Linked DNA regions of Zea mays: region 1 is linked to region 2. A link is a contact called in public Hi-C data. All regions are on one chromosome and are shown on one strand. The core of a region is the stretch at or near the end of the contact, and the rest is flanking DNA. Distances in the headings are between cores, read along the strand shown.

Region 1 (3,815 bases), core at 752-3,251, 380 kb after region 2:
TCTGTGGATGTCCCCTTGATCTGAAACGTGAATTTGTGATACCCAAAGTTCTCATTATCTGTTGTTTGAAATGTAGTTTTTCTTAACCAATTAGTGCAATAGCCACAATGAATGATATACTTTAGATCGTAATATCTTATAAAAAAGAAGGGTAGGAATGGTCACTTGGTCAGTGGTGAGAGCTCTTGCTGAGTCGTTAGGGGCCTGATTGGTTTCCTTCTCCAACCAACCTGGCTCGCATTAGGCAACCAGGCTGGCTGGAGTCAGGATCCAAGCATGCAAGAGGGACTTGTTTGGTTGTTGTTTCCAGGGAATCTGGCCAAATGGAGATGGTGATTGGTTGCTAGTTTGTATATGTAAATTCAAAACAGATGCATCAATGGGTTTGTTTGGACGCCTGCATATATTCTGGTGTGGGCACCCCTGCACAGCAGTGGTGAGCTCACCACTACTATCCCAATGTCAAGAATACAATCAAAAGTAAAAAAACTAGTACATCATTGGCAATGGACATAAGCTCAGATTGTGTACAGCTCAGATTAGTAAAGATGCATCAGAACAACAAGAACATTGGCTAAAGGTCATCAGCTCTGATTAATAAAGTTGCATCAGAACAGCAAAAACCCAGTACAACATATCAGCCACATCCAGTCACAATGGAGAGCCTAGATAGAATAGGTTATGCAACAGTCTCTATGTAATTAACGCAGGATCAGATCAAGTGCATAATAGAATGCAAAGACCAGATCAACTGCACAAAAGAATGCAAGGTCAGATTCACTGCACAAAATATGTCGACACTAGGATCCTGCACAAAATGGGGCACTAGTGCTAAGTAGGGGTTCCTGCTGCACAAAATAAGCCACCAATTGCTGCCTGGACAAAAGTTTGATCAACCAGCACTAAAGCATTCAGAACTAGTTGTAGTAGTGCATGGCCAAGAAAGTCCTCAGCCATAACACACGGTGAGAATCAGACATCTGCACATATGCTGACCCAAGAGCCTTGTTGTCTGCTAGATGAGAGTAGGCAACAATCAAGGCTTCATCTGTGAAACCAGACACAAACATGACAGCAGCATAGAGGTCAGGATGGACATCTTCAACCTTGGTCTCCCTAATAGCTTCAGCTACATTGTTGATTGCAGCAGTCATGCCACTAAGCACAGTAGTATCCTCCTCAGTTAGCATTGTCCTCTTTCTCTTCTTGCCCACCCCAGAACCACTACGACCAGCATTAGCACCAGGATCCTGGTGGTTGCCACTACCCCCAGCTTTGCCACCAACATCCTGATGCTTGTCTTCATCCCCAAACCCTTTAGGAGACTCATCATACTTAAGAGAGCTCTCAGACCAGTCAGATGGAGATCCCAAAGGCTGATTAGAACCCATAGCAAACTTTCCTGTGGCTAGTCCATTGCCAAATGTAATCTGCATCTGCTGGTAGTTTTCTATTGGCTTATTCAAGAGTTCAGCATCCTTAGGGTGAGCCTAAAATGAAATGCATGTGAACTAATTAGAAACTATCCAATCTGAAAATGTTAAATTGTTATGCAACATGCCTACCACACCTTAACATAGCCATTATAGTGCTCTTCCTCTAGACTGATCATGGAGTTATCCTCATCCCACAAAGCGCCACTCATTTCTCTAAGCTTGGTCACTCTCAGCCACCTATTCCTCCACTTACGCAAGTGGTTATAGACTTGAGTCCTAGTCACATTATTTCCCGTGAACTCCTGAAGGTCCCTAGCGACTTGGTTTAAGTGGACCTCCTTGAAACCCTTATCTGTTCTGACCCCGGTTGAGATAAGTTGGCAGAAGCGGCGAAGAACAAATGAGGACATGACATTGGTCCACCTCATAGATTGCCTTGCTTGCTGGGCAGCGGTAATGACAGCTGCAGGAGCACCTACAGGCTGGCTACCAGCTTGCGCATCAGCTCGTGTTATAGCATTAGAAATGCTCTCATATAGTTCCATAATTTCTTGTTTTTCCTCCATGCCCTAATGTCAATGGTTGAACCCAACATGAAAAAAAAATTCAAGATGGTGAAGCTAGTAAAAAAAAATCATCATAGCATTATGTCCATTGCCTCAGCTAGTAAAAAAAATCATCATAGCATTATGCCCATTGCTTCAGTTAATGGAAGAAAATTCATCACATCAATATGCTCATTGCCTCAGCCAATAAAAAAAGATTGACCACAACAGTTTACTCGTTGCCTTAGGTAATAAAAAAGATTCATCACAGCAGTGTGCCCATGATAGTATCACAACTCAAGAAATAACATAAAACCTATTACATGATTCTAGGAGTGGCCCCTATTTGCCCTCATAAGATTAGCCAATTCATCCCTAAGTGATACACAAGCAGAGTTGTCATCCATTTTAACACCATGGCCATGGGATGCAATATTATTAGGCCATCTCCAGCAAGCCGTGTAAACGGCCGTGCAAAGTACTGTTTTGCACTGTAGATTGCACTGTTTGCAGAGTGGAGTTTGAAATAGGGATAGATTCTGCTAGAGATAGTCTTAGGGGGTGTTTGGTTTGAGTAATCACTCCATCCAAAATGTGGTGGTGCATCATGGGTCCATTCCTCAAATTTGGTGGGATGACCTCATTCCTCATATTAGTACTAACTAACTATAAGGAATGAGGTGATGATGGATCAACTCATTCCATTCCATAAACCAAACAAAAAAAAAGTGAAGAGTGAGAAGATGATGGACTAGCTCATTCCTCAAACCAAACAGCCTATTAGACTCCGAAGTAGTCTAGAGGAACAACCTCATCTACACCATGTGCAAGTATCCAATTATGTAAAATGCAACAAGCAAGCACCAATTTGACTTGTCCCGAAGGGATGAAAAGGTTTGTTGTCAAGTATCCTAGGTTGCTGTTTCTATGCAACCTCGACTTTTACAATGGAAAATCTTTCCTCCGTTTTGTATCTTTTTTAGACCCAACGGGTCTGCTTTTCTTTATTTTAAAAAAAAGAGAATAGTCCTATTTTGGCTTTTAGCTTACGGTCTTTATGTTTTCCTTTTCTGATCTTGATAGGATGCTGATCAATGAATGGCTTGCGTTTCCAGCTCTAACGCTTTGCTCGCACTTTACCCTCCATTTTTCAGGTCGCAATAATAAAGCGCTAGTCAAAGACTGGGGAAGTGTACAAGCCCTTGTGCTGCCCAATTTCAGTGCCTGCACAGCCTTTCGCCAACGCTGATGAGTGTAACTCCGGATTTAGATTTAGACTGATACGTAGATGGTAGATCCCGTATGTGTACATTGTTGCAACTTAGGTCATGTACTCGTGTATATTTTTCAGCGTGCTGCCGTGCTGGTGTCCGTACCTAGTTGGTAGATGTCGTCACTTGTGTTTTATTTTCGACTGTGGCATGATTTGTTATGTTCGGCACTACGTGTGACGCTCTGGTTCTTCGTGTGCTGTGTTGATAGGGGTTAGGAGGAACTCATGTTGACTCGCTGGCCATTTCTCAGAGTAAGCGGACATTTGACTCGCGAAGGACTAGTTTGGCAGTCAGATTTCCGGAGGGGAACTCGGCCTTTTTCGGGGGAGCGAAGCCCGCGTGGAAATAGTGCCCAGGGAAATTTTCCGGCCTATTTGGAAGCCAATCTGTCGGGCTAGTTCTCCCTCGACCCGACCAAAATATCCGGGGCAGCTTTCCACCAGCAGCGAGGCCGAACAGCTTTCCCCGCATACGAGGGGGAGGCGGCGCGAGCGACGCGAGTCGGACTTCTGCTGCCTTCGTCCACTCTGTTGCCGTCTATAACGCCGCTGCAGTCATCC
Region 2 (3,288 bases), core at 371-2,870:
CGTTTTACTGACAACTCCAACTCGACCTCACAACTAAGTGACCAAGAGCATACGTACGTTTGCACTCTCTCCATGCCTCCTCCACTTGAGATAAAGTGCCTTTGGCCTTTTGGTGTTACTGAAAACACACACTTGCCATCTTAGTACTTGTCTTGCCTAGATTGACAGTGGGTCATTTATTAGGTCATCGATCCATGTCGTCAACAATTTGTTCACGGGTAAACACATGAAAAATTTGTTCATATATAAACACACGGCAAATTTGTTCATAGATAGTACAAGCGCAGGGCAACAAACATCATCAGGTCGGTCAATTGAGCACTGCGCAGTTACGTCGGATGTTCCCTTGGGCACCCGTCTTGACCCCGATCCGGCCCATCTTCGTGATCCCCTCCACAAAGGCCCGTTCAAAGGCCACTTTACTCCGGGCCAACGCGTCGACGGTGGGCCTAGACCTGGGGTCCGTGTACAGCACCTAGGGCTGACAATGGGCTATAAATTTTGCACTATAAGATTTAAGGATCGAAGCGGGTTAGGATCGGGCTCTATTTATAGTCATTTTTGAACTATAATTTATTTAGGGCTTTGACATTTTGTGAAGAACTATTTGGATCACGATCCATTACCACCCCTAACAGCACCTGGTCCGACGCCAGGAGGCCCATCCCGCTCTGCAGGTTCCGGAAGTACTGGTTGTCGAACACCCTGGGCGTGACCACGTCCATGGTCACCGCCACCCGCGGGTCCACGCCGTCGGGGCACCACGCCGCCAGCTTCTCCGCCAGGCTCCGGTTCAGCGTCGGGTCCGCCGCGCGGACCCGCCCGGAGAAGGTTCCGCAGTGCGCGAACCCCACCGTGTGCCCCGCCGATAGCGCCACCATGTCGGCCTGCGAGAGCCCGTTGCGCGCGAACAGCGCGGTGAGCTGGTCCAGGCCAAACGACGGCGGCGCCAGCTTCCCGTTCACGCTGGTCGCCGTGGAGGACAGCCCGTCCAGGCGGCCCAGCTCCACCGCGTACGCGGGCCCGCCGGCCAGCGCGATGGCGTCCCGGGTGGCCATGGCCAGGATGTCGGCGCAGGACACCCTGTTCCGGCACCGCGGCACGGCGTCCACGGCGGCCTTGGCCCGGATCACGGTGTCGAAGCCATCGCCCGCCAGGGACAGGTTGATGGGGTGGTCCTTCTCCGCGGTGGCGTTTGGCGTGGACGCCACCACCACGGAGGCGTCGCAGCCCTCCACGAAGCAGTCGTGGAAGAAGAGGTGCACCGTCGCGCCCACCGTGATGAACGTCTCCCGGTACTTCTTCGCCACCGCGTCGCGCACGATGGACTCCACGTTCGGGCACACGCTCGCGTAGTAGTTGCGACGGAGCTGCTGCGCCGAGCAGACGCTGCCAGCCGCGGCCAGCGCCAGCAGGAGCGCCGCCGCTGAAAGCCTCATCAGGTCCTGCTTGTCGGAGGCGGCCATTATTGTCTGGAGCGCCACCACCGAAATCTCATATGCTATATATGTGCTGTGCAGCTGGTGTGACGCAAGTGGTGAAGTGATGACGACGATATATGCCACCGGCGGCCGATCCGTCACCACATAATCTTTGAGGTGGATGTAGTTTTCGAGACGACGACGACGGATCGGAGAGGTGACAAAAGAGCACTAGCTGAACTTGTTTGCACTCCATGCATGCCTCCACTGGCAAAAGTGCGCGCCTTTGGTGCGCGTGGAACCCTAGAGATCGCATCCTCATCCTCAGATTATAAATTACACAGCTGCATGCTTTGTCAGCGTAGAGAAGTCGTTCGATCGAGTAGTGGATTTAGACGACGGATTAGCTCGTTCTGTGGTTTTGCCCACTGCACTCTTGCAAGTAGCACTAATGGACACTCCACCTGTTGCATTGCTTTGACCTCTTGTTATCTGAATAGGAATCTGCTATCTACATTCTGAGATGTCCTCAAAGGAGGACATGTACCGAGGCCACTACACCCTCGACATACACCTCCAGAGACCAAAGCCGCCGCCATGGACGTGAGGAAGAAACGGTCGGGGACGAAGGCAATAGCAATGGAGCGCGTCGTCAGCTTTTCACACGCACTGCCGAGAAATTCAATCCTGCCAAGCGCCACTTAGCTTCCTGTGTCCACCCCAACGAAGCACGAAGCAAGCATGGAGAAGACCTGTACCACCGCACAAGGTGTCCTACCACTGAATCTGCCTATGATCACGAGCCAATCCAACAAGGTGTGCTGAATTTTGGAACTGCACAGCCTCTGCCACTGAATCTCCTCGCCGACGAAGCATACTGGTACTTGTTCAGAGCGCTGGCATTCGGAATCGCTGGTACGGAAGGGCAGGTACCACCGCACAAGAAAACGTCATAATCTTAGGGCCCGTCTGGTTCCTTAACTCCAAGGGCTAAATTTTAGTTAGTAGACTAAAGTTTAGTCATTACCATGTTTGAATCTATTGACTAAAAGTATTTAAAACATATTAAATAAATCATAAGAGGTCCAAAATACTCCTTAGCATTCTCCTGCTATTAGTGCAACTTAAATAAAATAAAGGCAAAAAGTGGAATTTATATGTTTAGTCCCTTTTAGTCACCTATTGAGGGACTAGATACCCCTATTTTAGTCCCACCGTTTGACAATTTGGAGACTAAATGAGACTAACATTGAGGTAGTAATCTTTAGTTCCCAAACCAAACAGGTCCTTCAAAACCACATAGTAAGATTGCACAGGCAGAATAATCCGGCGCTTTTCATGAAGCTCGACATCCAGAAGGCTTTTGACATGATTAATTGGGGATATCTTCTAGAATTTCTCCGAACCATAGGATTTGGGATCCGATGGCGTGAGTGGATCTCCATTCTTTTTGGTCCGACCATGTCGAGAGCCCTCCTCAACGGGTGACAATGACAAACCATCCAACACAGGAGAGGTGTAAGGCAGGGGACCCCCTCTTCCCTATGATGTTCATCCTCGCCATTGACCCATTACAACATATCCTAGACCTCGCAACCAAAGATGGGATCCTCTCCCCCTACCGTTAGCTACAGCAAAACTGGGAACTTCGCTCTATGCCGATGACGCTGCTATCTTTATCAACCCCTCCACAGAAGACATCATGGTGGTCAAAAACATTTTGCACGCCTTTGGCTGTGTTTCTGGCTTGATCACCATCCAACCTTTATAAGAGCTTCATCCACCTGATACATTGTGAAAGCATCGACCTAGACCATGTGCTCGAGCTGTTCCAAGGGGCCCGAGGGACCTTCCCCTGTCGTTACCT

What was found. Hi-C and Micro-C count contacts between places; a contact is called where the count stands out from the background.
Region 1: a contact with region 2 is called in a Hi-C map of ear, with 2.8 times the contacts expected there. The contact joins the promoter of LOC103647240 here to the promoter of LOC103647239 in region 2. A contact is called at or near these places in 5 of 25 Hi-C or Micro-C datasets (ear, leaf, tassel and 1 more).

Annotation. Positions count from the first base shown.
Region 1 is chr2:167,401,825-167,405,639 of Zm-B73-REFERENCE-NAM-5.0, forward strand. It overlaps LOC103647240, which reads right to left and starts at 2,002. Exons shown (of 2, transcript XM_008671801.3): 1 at 1,571-2,002; 2 at 918-1,490. The coding sequence starts at 2,002. The coding sequence ends at 918. It overlaps LOC100383162 (RNA binding), which reads left to right. Exons shown (of 18, transcript NM_001175827.1): 18 at 3,136-3,424.
Region 2 is chr2:167,021,420-167,024,707 of Zm-B73-REFERENCE-NAM-5.0, forward strand. LOC103647239 (peroxidase 50) reads right to left here and starts at 1,621. Exons shown (of 2, transcript XM_008671800.2): 1 at 642-1,621; 2 at 220-475. The coding sequence starts at 1,466. The coding sequence ends at 311.